Regions from separate parts of the Mus musculus genome. Here regions 2, 3, 4 and 5 are each linked to region 1. The links are chromatin contacts, called in public ChIA-PET, HiChIP or PLAC-seq and promoter capture Hi-C maps. All regions are on one chromosome and are shown on one strand. The core of a region is the stretch at or near the end of the contact, and the rest is flanking DNA. Distances in the headings are between cores, read along the strand shown.

Evidence for each region. Promoter capture Hi-C pulls out the DNA fragments that hold promoters and counts their contacts. ChIA-PET counts read pairs in DNA pulled down with a chosen protein or histone mark. HiChIP or PLAC-seq counts read pairs in DNA pulled down with a chosen protein or histone mark.
Region 2: a contact with region 1 is called in an RNA polymerase II ChIA-PET map of memory CD8 T cells, with 36 read pairs. The contact joins the promoter of Khdc4 here to the promoter of Fam189b in region 1. A contact is called at or near these places in 13 of 39 promoter capture datasets (the C10 cell line, the SN4741 cell line, cranial neural crest and 9 more), 3 of 484 Hi-C or Micro-C datasets (CD8 T cells, nephron progenitors and regulatory T cells), 9 of 115 datasets of contacts at active chromatin or transcription factors (astrocytes, cardiomyocytes, craniofacial prominence and 6 more) and 3 of 9 other capture datasets (adipose tissue, liver and macrophages).
Region 3: an RNA polymerase II ChIA-PET map of memory CD8 T cells shows a contact between it and region 1, with 16 read pairs. The contact joins the promoter of Rit1 here to the promoter of Fam189b in region 1. A contact is called at or near these places in 4 of 39 promoter capture datasets (the C10 cell line, cranial neural crest, hippocampal neurons and 1 more), 2 of 484 Hi-C or Micro-C datasets (both in embryonic stem cells), 3 of 115 datasets of contacts at active chromatin or transcription factors (astrocytes, effector CD8 T cells and memory CD8 T cells) and 3 of 9 other capture datasets (liver, macrophages and pancreatic islet).
Region 4: a FOXA1 HiChIP or PLAC-seq map of pancreatic cancer cells shows a contact between it and region 1. The contact joins the promoter of Kcnn3 here to the promoter of Fam189b in region 1. A contact is called at or near these places in 1 of 115 datasets of contacts at active chromatin or transcription factors (pancreatic cancer cells) and 2 of 9 other capture datasets (adipose tissue and liver).
Region 5: a promoter capture Hi-C map of neural stem cells shows a contact between it and region 1. The contact joins the promoter of Msto1 here to the promoter of Fam189b in region 1. A contact is called at or near these places in 9 of 39 promoter capture datasets (the 3T3-L1 cell line, cranial neural crest, embryonic stem cells and 5 more), 1 of 484 Hi-C or Micro-C datasets (CD8 T cells), 7 of 115 datasets of contacts at active chromatin or transcription factors (the SCID.adh cell line, effector CD8 T cells, embryonic forebrain and 3 more) and 2 of 9 other capture datasets (adipose tissue and pancreatic islet).

What each region holds. Positions count from the first base shown.
Region 1 is chr3:89,181,866-89,184,422 of GRCm38.p6, reverse strand. Fam189b (family with sequence similarity 189, member B) reads right to left here and starts at 1,280. Exons shown (of 12, transcript NM_001014995.2): 1 at 475-1,280; 2 at 215-271; 3 at 1-10. The coding sequence starts at 699. Gm45927 (predicted gene, 45927) reads right to left here. Exons shown (of 19, transcript NM_001310017.1): 18 at 2,380-2,497; 19 at 1,653-2,124. The coding sequence ends at 1,978. Scamp3 (secretory carrier membrane protein 3) reads right to left here. Exons shown (of 9, transcript NM_011886.3): 8 at 2,380-2,497; 9 at 1,653-2,124. The coding sequence ends at 1,978. Gm16069 (a long non-coding RNA gene) reads left to right here. Exons shown (of 3, transcript XR_003954659.1): 1 at 1-406; 2 at 1,446-2,515.
Region 2 is chr3:88,684,506-88,687,062 of GRCm38.p6, reverse strand. Khdc4 (KH domain containing 4, pre-mRNA splicing factor) reads right to left here and starts at 1,276. Exons shown (of 14, transcript NM_028814.4): 1 at 1,176-1,276; 2 at 497-719. The coding sequence starts at 1,213.
Region 3 is chr3:88,715,565-88,718,121 of GRCm38.p6, reverse strand. It overlaps Rit1 (Ras-like without CAAX 1), which reads right to left and starts at 1,268. Exons shown (of 6, transcript NM_009069.4): 1 at 1,165-1,268; 2 at 652-796; 3 at 464-520. The coding sequence starts at 757.
Region 4 is chr3:89,518,896-89,521,452 of GRCm38.p6, reverse strand. Kcnn3 (potassium intermediate/small conductance calcium-activated channel, subfamily N, member 3) reads right to left here and starts at 1,289. Exons shown (of 8, transcript NM_080466.2): 1 at 49-1,289. The coding sequence starts at 984.
Region 5 is chr3:88,912,681-88,915,237 of GRCm38.p6, reverse strand. Msto1 (misato 1, mitochondrial distribution and morphology regulator) reads left to right here and starts at 1,288. Exons shown (of 14, transcript NM_144898.2): 1 at 1,288-1,445; 2 at 1,536-1,671; 3 at 2,311-2,380; 4 at 2,460-2,535. The coding sequence starts at 1,362.

The sequences.
Region 1 (2,557 bases), core at 31-2,530:
AGAAAGAGATCTGAGGGAAAGAAGGTGGCATCTCAGGGCTGGGACCTTCAGCAGCATCCCTCTTCCACAGAATGAGCCACCCTCTTCTCAGACAGCTTCTGCTAGCCTTATACCAACTGGAAAGCTCCTGGGAGGCATAACGGGGGGGGGGGGGGTAAATCCCCTTCGCTGCTGGGCACCTGCTTCCTAGTGGGCATCGGGCCTTGGCACCTACCACTAGAGTGAATGGCCGCTTCCAGGACACAATGCCAACCAACCCGGAGAACGCCAGCTAGGGACAGAGTGGGCACAGGCTCAGCTTGGCAGGGGAAGCACCTAAGTGAGCCCCTTGCCACAGGATGCACCCAGCCCTGCAAGGAGGGAGAGGACTGGGAGAAGAAGGAAAGACAACCATGTGGGCTTGCAGGTGAGGAGGGATGGGGCCTAAGAAGCTTCCCCCACCCCAGTACTATATACTCTTTGGACCCCACTCACCGAGAACCCAGCCCAAGATGGGCAGGACCTCTTGATGCTCTCGGTGGTGGTGACAGAGGAGGCCACCATGCTGAAGGTTATCACCAGGATGCCCAAGAGCACCTGGGCCAGCCCCAACGTGAGCAGGGCCTGGAGCCAGGGTCGGTGGAGGCGGAGGTGGGTAAGGCCCCGGGTACTGGGCCGGCTGGTCAGCGAGCGACTGGAGTCACTGGGCGAGGGCATCATGCCTGCCGCCCAGTTGCTCGCACCTCGCTCGGTCCCCCTTGATACTTGTGAGCATCTCAGAAGCACCCAAGCCCTGGTTCTTTATCCTTTCCACAGCCCTCGCTGTAAAGCCCACCTCCTGGCTAGGTCCTCTGGGGCATCGCCCAGGGACGCCAGCTGGAAGGAGGCCCAAAGGAGGGGCGTCACGAAGGGACAGTGAGGGGCTCCCTCCCCACCACCAAACGGGTACCGTGCCCGGGGAGGCGATGAGGACGCGAGGGCACCGGTTCATTGCATTTCCTTAATGAAGAGGGGTGCCGAGAAGGGCTGATCCCAGACTGAAGAGTAGCGTTCCGGAACCCAGGCAAGGGTGGGGAGGGCAAAAGCGAGAGGGATGCAAACAAGTCTACAGAGAGGGGGAAGGTCTGCATGCAGGAACTAGAGGTGCGTTTGGCCATTCAGGGCCGCCTGGTGGGGAGAGGCCGTGGAAACTGTCTCCAGAGTCGCAGACCCGCTCCCCTCCCCACCATGCTCGGCTTCCTTAGCTCCTCCAGCTGCAGCAGGTCAGCCTGTGGAGGTGGGGGATGGTGGATGGTGCGTGGTGCGGAGGAGGGGTGTGGTGGGTGGTGCAATGCATCCCGGGAGCTGTAGTCTGAAAGCAACCCTGGGGAAGGGAGGAGATAGGGAGAGGCCCTCCTCCATCCCTAGCCTCGCCCTGAAGCCTGAGCAGTTAAGGATCATTTCTGGGTCCATTTTCTGCCCCACAGGTTCCCGGGATGAGGTGTTCACACCAAAAGGGACTGACTGCTCATTCATCATTAACAGAGGCATGGTAAACCGAGCTGGGGCTCCCCCATCTCCCGCCTATCAGCCTGCCCACTTTGCCAAGTGCAACCCTCTCCTTGCAGAGTGTTTCCACCCCAGTTCCCCACTCCATACAATGGCCCAATCTCCAGTAAAGATACAGGAAATGGGTGAGTTCCAGTTACACTTTTTTTTCTTTAATTTAAATAACGGAAGAAGACATCCTTGGCACAGCAGAAGGAAACTGGGGTTGGGGTTGTGTGAGAGGTGGCGGCAGCAGTGTGGCCAGATGGGAGATAAAAGGCAAATAATGACTGAGTCACAGCGGGCTCTCCACACCTCAAGTCAGGATTAAAGTCATGGCTGTGGAATGAAGAGCCCCATAGAAGTCACCAAGTGGTGATGGCTCCCTGAATCCCAGAGACTTCAGGGATAGGGACTATCTTGGTTCCCACAGGTGACAGGCCCAGGGCATCCCAGCGGGTGCAGCAGGGGTCAAGGGGCCCTGAAGGCATTTTCAGCAGCTCCGGCAGCTGCATTGGCAGCAGCAGTTCGAACCGCAGGGTTGGAGAAGACACCAGCAGCAAATTCTTGCTGGGCCTTCTGAAAGCTGGCACCCGTTTGGCGGTACAGGGAGTGGATCTGCAAGAGGGAAGAGATTATAAGGGAGGCAGGCCCCTCCCATCCCAGGAGGATGGCACCACTCACTAGTCTCCTGCTTTGTACCGTTCCTTCTGCGTTGGCACTCCCTCCAAACACACAAACTCACCCACCCAAGAAAGTCCATTAGTTGATAACCCACCCGCCCTGCCCCATTTCCTTAATGTTCCACTCAGCAGCCCCTAGGGACCCAATGATCTCACTCCCCAGCCCCACCTTCTCCCGACCGGCCCTCACCCGCTTCAGCATCACGATTCCCAGCACTGCGATGCCGGTGAAGAGCAGGGCGACGAGCAGCATGAGCACCGCCACGGCAGGTTTGGATCCCACCACCACCAGAGCAGTCACCCAGCCGCTGTGGGAAGATGCACGGGTGAGGACCGACCACTCTGCCGGGGCTCTGCTCACCCGGAGT
Region 2 (2,557 bases), core at 27-2,526, 500 kb after region 1:
AGTTTCTAAGCACAAAAACTAGTCCATAAAAGTAACAAGACCAGCCAGGTGGTGGCTGCGCATGTCCTTATCCTACGTAGATGGCAGAGACGGATATCTCCCCATTAGTTCGAGGCTAAACCACGGTTCCAGGACAGCCAAGACTACGTGGACTTGTCTCGAAAAACAAAACAAGGGAACTACATCAATTAAAACTGCCTGACTTCAGGATGCAATGATGGGGCACAGCACTTGGGGGGTCAGAGGCAAGAGGCATCTCTGCAAGCAGGCCAGCCTGGTCTAAATATACAGAGTCTCTGCCTGAAACAAAAAAACCAAAGCCCATTCATTGCCTTGCAGGAACAATTTAACAAGGTATCATCTAAATACTCCCAAACGTGATCTTCACTCTAACCGGTTTCATCTTCATTAACCCCAATGACCAAGCAACTGAAAGGTGAAGAAAGGGGAGGAAAAAGAAAATCCCGAAGCGCAGAGCGTCTAGCGCTCGCAATACCTTCTCGGCCGCATTCTGAGATGGTTTCAGCTTCCCTTTGGCCATGAGCATAGCATTGATCTTGGCAGCCACGGCAGCGGCGGCATCCAAGGCTCCTGAAGGAGCGGCGGCGGTGGTGGCGCCCCCGGGGCTCGCCCCGCTGCCAGCGACTTCTCCACCTGGGGCCGTTGGCGGCAGGAAGAGAAGCGGAGCTGGCGCTGGCTGATCCCATTTGCTGCGGCGCCTACAGGTAGGAAAAGGGAAATCCTGAGGCCCACGGCCTTCCTTTGTGTAGTCTCCCCCTTCGTACACTCCATCCCGCGTCGCCTGCCATGGTCCCGAGACGTGCCCGAGATTCCTATCTAAAGCTCAGTCCCACTCCCCTTATTCCGATCCCCTTACGAAACATTTCCTTTCCAGTCACTTCCATCCGGAGACTCGGCTCGGCCGGGAACGCTCTGCGTTCGCCTTCTCCTTGGCTCGTCCTTCTAAAAGGCTCCGAGTTCCCTCCCTTCCCTCTCGCACCGCGGCCGGCCTCTTTCCGGGCGCCCGAGGCCAGCTCAACATTCTCTCCAGAACCCCGGCCTCGGCATCCGGACGCGTCCTACTAGACGGCCCGTCCGGCCCACACGCAGCCTCGCCGGTCTCCCTGCCCCGGGCCCGTGCTCGCTGCCCCCAGCCTGGCCCGCGAAGCCCTTACCCGCCAGCGGCAGGATGTGTCGCGCTCCCTGCGGACATGGCGGCCTGCTCCAGTCAACCACCCGCCAACTACCCACCACCGCCCTCCCGCCACTTCCGCCCAACGCGCTGACGCACGGCCTTTTCCGGCCGTGAGGTAAGGCGGGTCCGGTGAGGACTCTTGATTCCGATTGGACCCTCGGTGATTTAAAGCGTCTGGCGTCTCAGTGACAGGAGTGCCTGCCTGTCGACTCTCCGGCTTGCTCTCTTGCCCTTAATAAAAATGGTTGTTGGGCCTGGTTTAAAAGCGAGTTGCGGGCTAGGAGAATCCATTTTTATTGTGGGCAAGCGAGTTGCCTGGAAGACAAGTCAGAAAATGAAGCCGACTTTCTCCGCGTTCTCTTTGCTCACGTGGAGTCCCAGCCTGTAGCGGAGGAGAACCCTGCCGGCGACTTCAGCGCACTTCTCGATTCAGCTTATGAAAAAAGGAAATGATTCTTTCCAAAGTCATTTGCACAACTTCCTTTTCTTTCTTTCTCTTTTTGTTTTGTTTTGGGTCCCCCACCCACCCACCCTTAGGGATAGGAAGCTCCAGTCAGCCCGCTGCATGGGGGGGGGGGGGCTGTTCTGGTGGCCATGAGCAAAAACATTGGTTTTGGCAAACTCGTAAGCACTTGGACAACTTGTTATAAAACAAGTAAAGTTGGAGAAAAACTGCTCAGCGAGGTGGAGCTTTTAAAAAAAACGAAGCCAGGGACTGAGAGATAGCCCTGCAGACGAAGGTGCTAGTAGACAAACAACGATGTAAGTTAGATCCCTGGAGCACACAAGGAAAGTTGCTCTCTGATCTAAGAACTGTCATAATGGAGATTAAAAATCAAAAGTTATGAAATCCCCTTCTCTGAGGGCTGTGTGTTTACACTTGACTGCCTCTTCAATATACTGAAAAGCTTTGAATTCTAAGGAGTTTTGGGTGAATCTGAAAAACAGATCCTTAACGTTTATGCAAGTATTCTTCCAACAGAAAGCAAACAAACCCAGAATGCTAGCTTATAGAAATACTTACATTCCGACATAATTCATAGAATAAAATTCACTTGGGGCTGGTGAGATGGCTCAGTGGGTAAGAGCACCCGACTGCTCTTCCGAAGGTCCAGAGTTCAAATCCCAGCAACCACATGGTGGCTCATAACCATCCGTAACAAGATCTGGCGCCCTCTTCTGGAGTGTCTGAAGACAGCTACAGTGTACTTACATATAATAATAAATAAATCTTTAAAAAAAAAAAAATTCACTTAAAAGCTAAATAATAGAGAGTTTGGGCACATAATAAATAAATATACATTTGTGGTAGGGATGAAGACACTGCTCTGTGGTGTCAACCACACTAGTGTGAGAGGTGCT
Region 3 (2,557 bases), core at 19-2,518, 470 kb after region 1:
TATAATGAGCTGCAAGGATAAGGAAATAAAGGAAGAGCTCTAAGTGGAAGATTGGTTCTAAGAGTTCAGCAGGCTGGCTCTACTTGTTTTTCTGCTTCCTTTTGTGGAAGTTCAAACCAGCTGACTCATCCTTCAGGGTTAGTCTCATGTCAGACCCTGAACAGTGACAGCAAGAAAAGGTTTCATTGAGTGGTCGTTAAACTTTTCCTTTAATCTAACAATACATTATATGTCCTTAAATAAAAAAGACAGTTTGTCTACCAATGTAATCTGAAGACTAAAGATAGCATAAATGTGCATATGAAGTCTAAAATAAATACTCAAATGTTTATTCTGGTCTCTAAGTAAGTATGAATTACATACACAAACAAGCTTAGGATATAAATATTACTTTTTAAGCTCTAACTCTATTGAGATACTTTCCCAGGCTGTATCTGGAAATATAAACAAGGAGCTGACTTACCAATGGTGGGGTCATGGTCTTCTGGGAATCGGTGGCTGATGAACTGCATTGTCATGGCTTCAAAACAAGAGATGCAACTCAGGACACTGTGACCAGGAAGTATTTTAGCTATCAATTTTGCACAAGAGCCAGTAACCCATCTGGGTTGCTTTTCAAACGTTGTGTGGCAAACAGAAATGGTTACCTACCACTCTTCCCAACTCCACCGGCACCCAGCATCACTAGTTTGTATTCCCGGGAGAGTGCTGCAGGGCTGCTACAGCTGCTACCAATGGGGCGAGCTCCGGACTCCATTGTCCTCCGGGGCAGTCCTGGGCCCCTGGGAAAGGCCTCCTAGAGGAGAAGGCACAGAACATTCAATCCAGGATGGAAACAGTGGGCCACAGTGAGAGCCTCCTTCTTCCGTCCCCAAACACCATGGCCTACTCTGCTCATTGCAGAACGCTAAGAAGCCCTACATCCTCGCCCTTCACAATCAGTCTCAGTCCTAAAACAGATCATAGATGTCCAAACTTACTTTTTCCAGAAAACTAAAAAGAACTTAAAACTTCAGATTGAGGCAGCGTGCCAGTAGGAAGGAGCCGGATGAGTGCAGAGCGCTGCCTGACACTGTCACGTTCTTTCACGGTGGCCGTGGCTCCCCCACTTCACCACCTTTCCCGCCACCGTCACCCCCCCGCCCTGTTCACCTGAGCCTGTACCTCTGAAACCAGCTTTGAGGCCGGGTGGTAACCCGCGTTCCTTTCCCAGCTGCGCCCCACAGCCCAGGGCCCCGCCCGGGTCCTGGAAGATGGCGCCGGTGGGCGGGGCATGACCCTGAGCCCCGCCCCCACAGCTGACAGATACTCTGCTCCGCCCCGCGCCTAACTCTAACTCGCTAAGCCCTCTGGTCACATACGAATCTCAAGGCTTGCACTTACAAAAATGGATGTTATATTAATCGAACAGATACTTTTAAAGATTTATTAATTTATTATATGTAAGTACACTGTAGCTGTCTTCAGACACTCCAGAAGTGGATGTCAGATCTTGTTAAGATGGTTGTGAGCTACCATGTGGTTGCTGGAATTTGAACTCAGGACCTTTGGAAGAGCAGTGCTCTTAACACCTAAGCCATCTCTCCAGCCACGAACAGATACTTTTAAAGTGATTAACTTAGGGCTATTTGCTGCTGGTAGAGGGAAAATATCTGTCACCAGATGTACAGCACAACAAACCCACACCCCCTCAATCTTTCCAAAATACAGAATTACATTAGGGTAGGTATGGTACTTGCTACAAAGCAGCGCTTCATTTTCCAAAAACGCTGTTACATCAAAAGCTCTTGAAACCAAAACCAGATGATCGCGGTATCCAGTTATTCTAGTTAGAATTTTTTTTTTAAAGATTTATTTATTTATTATATATAAGTACACTGTAGCTGTCCTCAGATACTCCAGAAGAGGGCATCAGATTTCGTTACGGATGGTTGTGAGCCACCATGTGGTTGCTGGGATTTGAACTCGGGACCTTCGGAAGAGCAGGTGGCGCTCTTAACCACTGAGCCATCTCACCAGCCCTCTAGTTAGAATTTTAAATTTTAAAATTATTAAGACAAATACAAGTCAGATAGGATGCAAGCACATCCATATAAACCAAGCATTTGGAAGGTGTCTGTGCCAAGCAGTACAAGGGCCACCTTGGATACCAGCTAAATTCGACATTGGGTTACATGAAACCCTGTCTTAAAAGCAGAGCTCAGGAGAGATTATCAGTAGTTAAAAACACTCCTTGCGGGGGCTGGTGAGATGGCTCAGTGGGTAAGAGCACCCGACTGCTCTTCCGAAGGTCCAGAGTTCAAATCCCAGCAACCACATGGTGGCTCACAACCATCCGCAACAGGATCTGATTCCCTCTTCTGGAGTGTCTGAGGACAGCTACAGTGTACTTACATATATTAACAAAATAAATCTTTAAAAAAAAACAAAAAACACTTCTTGCTTCTGGATTCAGTCGCTAGCACCCACACAGTGGCCCACAACCATCCAGTTTCAGGGGATCCACAACCCTCTTCTGACCATTTGCAGGCATCAGGAATACAAATGGTGCACATAT
Region 4 (2,557 bases), core at 40-2,539, 340 kb before region 1:
CTACATACTCCTTTTGTTGAATGTATAAAGAGAAACCACAGTCCCTACCTTTGAGTACAAACCCCAAGACAGTTCGGTCTCTATCACCATAACAACAATTCCAAACATCCCAAAAATCAGAGCATAGTCACTCAGTCGCTTTCTCTTTTCAAACAGGGCCCTCCTGTGTCCCAGCTTATAGCCAATGTTTTGGTTTTTCCGCTTGTTGGCTTTGGGGAAGGTGGTGCTGCCGGCCGTGGTGCCGGCATGCTGGTGGTTGTGGGTAGCGTTGGGGTGATGGAGCAGAGTCTGGTGGGCATGGTTATCCTCCCTGGAGGAGATGATAATCTCTGGGGGGTTGCTGGGACTGAAGAGCTGGAGGGGTTGGCCCTCAGGCTCAGCCTCGATAAGGTTTCTCCGAGAGGCGCTGAGGCGGCTGAGGGGCTTCATGACCCCACCGCTGTATTTGCAGGAGCTCATAGCTATCTCCGTGAAGGGATTGCTGTCCCGCCGGTGCACCAGGGGGCTGGCCTGCCGGTGCCGGCTGCCTCCACCGGGCCCACTTGTGGCTGTGGAACTTGGAGAGTGGCCAAGCAAGTGGTCATTGAGATTTAGCTGGCTGCCTTGCCTGGAGGAAGGGTGGAGGATGGCGGTAGAGTTGGCTGAAGTGGGGGCCCTGAACGCCGTGGGAGAAGAGTGCAACAGACCAGGATGGACAAGCTGGCTCTGGAGTTGGGCAAGCTGAGGCAGGGGGTGCAGTGGAGCCTGCTGCTGCTGCTGCTGCGACTGCTGCTGCTGCTGCTGCTGCGACTGTTGCTGCTGAGGCTGCGGAGGCTGAGGCTGCAGCAAGGGTCCCGGAGGCTGCTGGGGGACTGCTGGTGGCGCTGGCGGTGGTGGCGGTTGCTGCTGCTGCTGTTGCTCGTCCCCAGAAGATGGACAGGGACACTTGGGGTCTTCATCCAGGTCCCCCACCCCCGAGTCATGGAAGTGCCCAGAAGTGTCCATCTTGGGGCCTGGCTGAGTTCCCTGCAGCACGACCCTCCACCCCAAAGCCACCCTCGTTCCAAAGATGACCTCAAAGAAAGCCAGGCATCCAAGATTCCCCACCAGAAGTGTCTTGGCTCCAGTCCTCTCTCTTTGGTTTGCTTCAGTTCTCTGGGGCTGCCACTCGAGTATGCATTGTATTGGGCGGGTAGAAAAGCCAGGAGAGGAGCCGGGGGAAGGAGGAAGGGGCGAAAAGAACTCTATTCTGAAGGCGGTCCTCTAGGAGTGTATGAAGCAGACTCAGCTTCACTCCTCGCTGGCTCAATAGCTTCGCTCTCCTCCTCCTGACACTGTTATATGGCAAGCCAAGCCCACTTATTAGCCAGCGGTTTCATTGGCTTGGCTTAACTCTCCAACCCCTCCAAACTCCGCCTCCCTCTCAGGCTCCGCCTCCAAGAAGGGGCCTGCCATCCTTCGCTCCTCGCCGGGTGGCAGCGCAACGAGGGCTGGGAACTGTAGTTTTTGCTCCAAGACCACTACCACTCCAACCCCTCCACACTCCACCCGCAAGCTGAGCACCTGCCTTCTTTCCTCTGAAAGGTACGGTCAGGATACTGATGCCCACAGCAATCCCGGCTGAATGTTGGCGCTGGGGCGATGAAAGGAAGGGATCGAGAGCACCCTAAAGGGGAAGCTGTCACCATGCTGGGGAAACCGGGACCGGAGGACAAACGTTGATTAATAGCCAGTATCTGTACAGGTTGTTTTACACATTGGATTCCAGGTACATCTTCCAAAAGCCCAAGGGGATAGGGACTGTGCTCATATTTTACAAAGAAAATTAACACCGGGAGGCATTGAGCATAAACTGACAGAAGCAGAAGGGACCCACTCCTGACAGGGAGAAGCTCACCTACCTACCACTGTCAGAGCACCTGCGCTGTGTACAGGAGCCTCTGTTATTTCCAATCCTCACATCAACCCTATGAAGTGACGTCATCATCCTAAAAAAAGAAATAAAAGAAGGAAAAAGGAAAGAAAAGAAGCCCACTCACACGCAGATAAGAAATATGGCTCTTGTCACCCAGCTTGTAATTAAAGGCACTAGGATTTGAGCAGAGATCAGCCTGAGTCCACCACTCTTCTTCCGCTGCCTAGATGCTCCCCCCCCCCCATGATGATCAACACACAGTGGCTGTTCAATAAATAGTATCCACATGATGGATGGGAAAGGGCCAAAGAGAATCTGTCAAGGAAGAGCCAACTTCCCCAAAGCAGGATGTTTTAGTAACCTGGATCCAGCCTCTTCCAGAACAGCTGGGTCTGGAGTCACCTCAGGGTCGATGAGGACGACTGGAAATCCCAGTGGCTCCATGTCTGATCTGCCCCATGGGTCTCTGAGAGTCAGAGCTGGAAACAGCTGCTGGCTTCCCTGGTTCAGACTCCTCCTCATAAAGTATTTATTAGACTCCCACTGTGTGCAGAAGACTCTCCAAGGGGACAAGACCAGAGATGAATTTATTTCCATTTTTAATTGGGACAGCCTTAGCAATTGGGGGGGGGAGTGCTATGAATTCCTCTAGGCACACCTGGG
Region 5 (2,557 bases), core at 39-2,538, 270 kb after region 1:
TAATAATAAATAAATCTTAAAAAAAGAAATAAATCTAAAAAAAAATCTCAAAATTAAAAGGCAGTCATTCTTTAAAATACTGTTCTATATGATGCATTTTTCTAAGTATTTTACTAGCAATGTGCTTATGTTCAGAATAATGTACACAGCTAGGGATTTGGTTCCGTACTACCCTGTGGGTGCTCAGGTTAGAACTCTGGTCTGCAGGCTTGGCAGCTCCCAAGCTCCCCTTAACCCATCGAGGATTTTGCCTGGACCCATTTATTTTATTCATAAGTGAATACTAGATGGTCCAAAAGAAACAGAGCAAGCCATTTGGAATAGTAATTTGTTTTGTTTGTTTTGTAACTTAGATATGGTCTCATGCAGTCAGGTGAGCCTTCAACTTGCTTCGGAGCCAAGGATGAATAATCTCTCTCCGCATCCTAGGAGGGCTTACAGGTTCCAGCCATCACATGCGGCTTGGAAACGCTCTACAAATTGGATAGCCAAACGTTTATAAAAACATAAAAGACTGTTCCCACAGCCGGGTATGGTGGCACACGTCTTTAATCCCAGCACTTGGGAGGCAGAGGCAGACAGATGTCTGAGTTTGAGGCCAGCCTGGTCTACAAAGTGAGTTCCAGGACAGCCAGGGCTATACAAAGAAACCCTGTCTCAAGACAAACAAACAAGCAAACAAAAGACTGTTCCCAACCTTATCAGTGGCACGGCCTTTGATTCCAGCACTCCGGAAGTGGAGGCTTGATTTCTTTTGAGTTTGAAGCCAGCCTGCTTTACACAGTCATTTCAGGCCAGCCAGGGGTTACATACTGAGAATCCATCTCAAAAAGATAAAAATAACGAACCAAGTCAAAGAATAAATGAAAAGAGCACTTAAGTACAATCAAACTACATGAACACGCGAGAAAGGGACTACAATCTTCCCCAGAACCTAACAGAAACCGAACCATGGGGCCAGCCCACTGGTTTAGCAGGGCTGGGACATTAGAGATGGGAAAAGGAAGTGAGTGGGAGGATCCAGAGGAGTCGAATTCCCCCTCAGATTTTTTTTATCCCCTCGCGTGAATTATTAGCTACAGGAGAGGGGCATCTGCGCGAAGAGAGACAGAAGCAGGTGAGAGAACCTTCCATGACCTTGGCCAGACCCGCCACAGTCTGAGGCGCAGAAGGAACGGAGAGACAACAGCCGATCGCGGCAGCTTCCTACATTCCAAGAAGAGGAAGAGGCGGGGCGTGAGCTGCGGCCTCGGAGACCAACGAATCGGGAGGCCAACGGGAAAGCACGTGCTCGCGCGGGAGCCGCCCCCTCCGGCTGATGGGCCCGCGGCGGCAGTGGAGTGCCCAAGAGCAGCGGCGGTATGGCGGGCGGGGCCCGCGAGGTGCTCACGCTGCAGTTGGGACATTTCGCGGGTTTCGTGGGGGCGCACTGGTGGAACCAGCAGGTCAGGCACCTAGCGGCAGCCCGGCGTTCCCCGCAGACAGTACCGGCCCTGCCCCTCTTCCCCCTCCGCTCAGCCCTGTGACCCCTACAGGATGCTGCGCTGGGACGCATGGCCGAGGACGAAGAGTCGCCAGGCGAGCTGTGCCCCGACGTCTTGTACAGAACAGGCCGGACACTGCATGGCCAGGAAACCTATACGCCTCGACTCATCCTAATGGATCTGAAAGGTGAGGCGATGGTGGGCTCAGCCAAGTTTTCCCGTGTGGCGTGCGAGGGCCCTAGCATCAGTTCACTTCAGATACCGGATCGGGCACAACCCCCGACGATGTCGAAAAGGCAAGTTTACTTCAGGATCTGGCTCTGGAATTGTCAGTATAATGTTAAGCTGCTTGCACTCACACCTACAGACGGACCACAGCTTGTTTTGTTTTTTTGTTTGTTTGTTTTCGAGACAGGGTTTCTCTGTATAGCCCTGGCTGTCCTGGAACTCACTTTGTAGACCAGGCTGGCCTCGAACTCAGAAATCCGCCTGCCTCTGCCTCCCTAGTGCTGGGATTAAAGGCGTAAACCACCACTGCCCGGCTGGACCACAGCTTTTGAGAGAAGGATGGATTCCATATTCCCTGTCCCATCTAATGTATATCCAAGTGCCATGTAGTTGGGCACGCCCTTAATCCCAGCCAAGGCAGGTAGAAGCTCTGAGTTCAAAACCAATTTGTCTGTATTGTTGGAAACTACTCAGGGCTACAAAGGGACACCTCATCTAGGTAGAGAGGAACTGCCACACCATATTCCCTGACAGGTGATCAGTTTAGTCTTGATCACATGACCCCCTAGGTTTAACCTTGCCTTTCATTTCTGGGCAGGTAGTCTGAACACTCTAAAAGAAGAAGGTAACCTCTACAGAGACCGACAGCTAGAGGCTGCAGTAGCGTGGTAAGTACCGCTCCTGTGAGCATGGCCCACTGTGTGTACATAGACGGCTGGAGAACTCTGCTTACTCTTACTCTTTCAGGCAGGGGAAGCTCAGCACACACAGAGATGACGCCCAACCAAAGAACCCAAACCTCCAGGGCCTTCTGAGTGCAGAGGTGATGACGAGGGGTGGGGCTC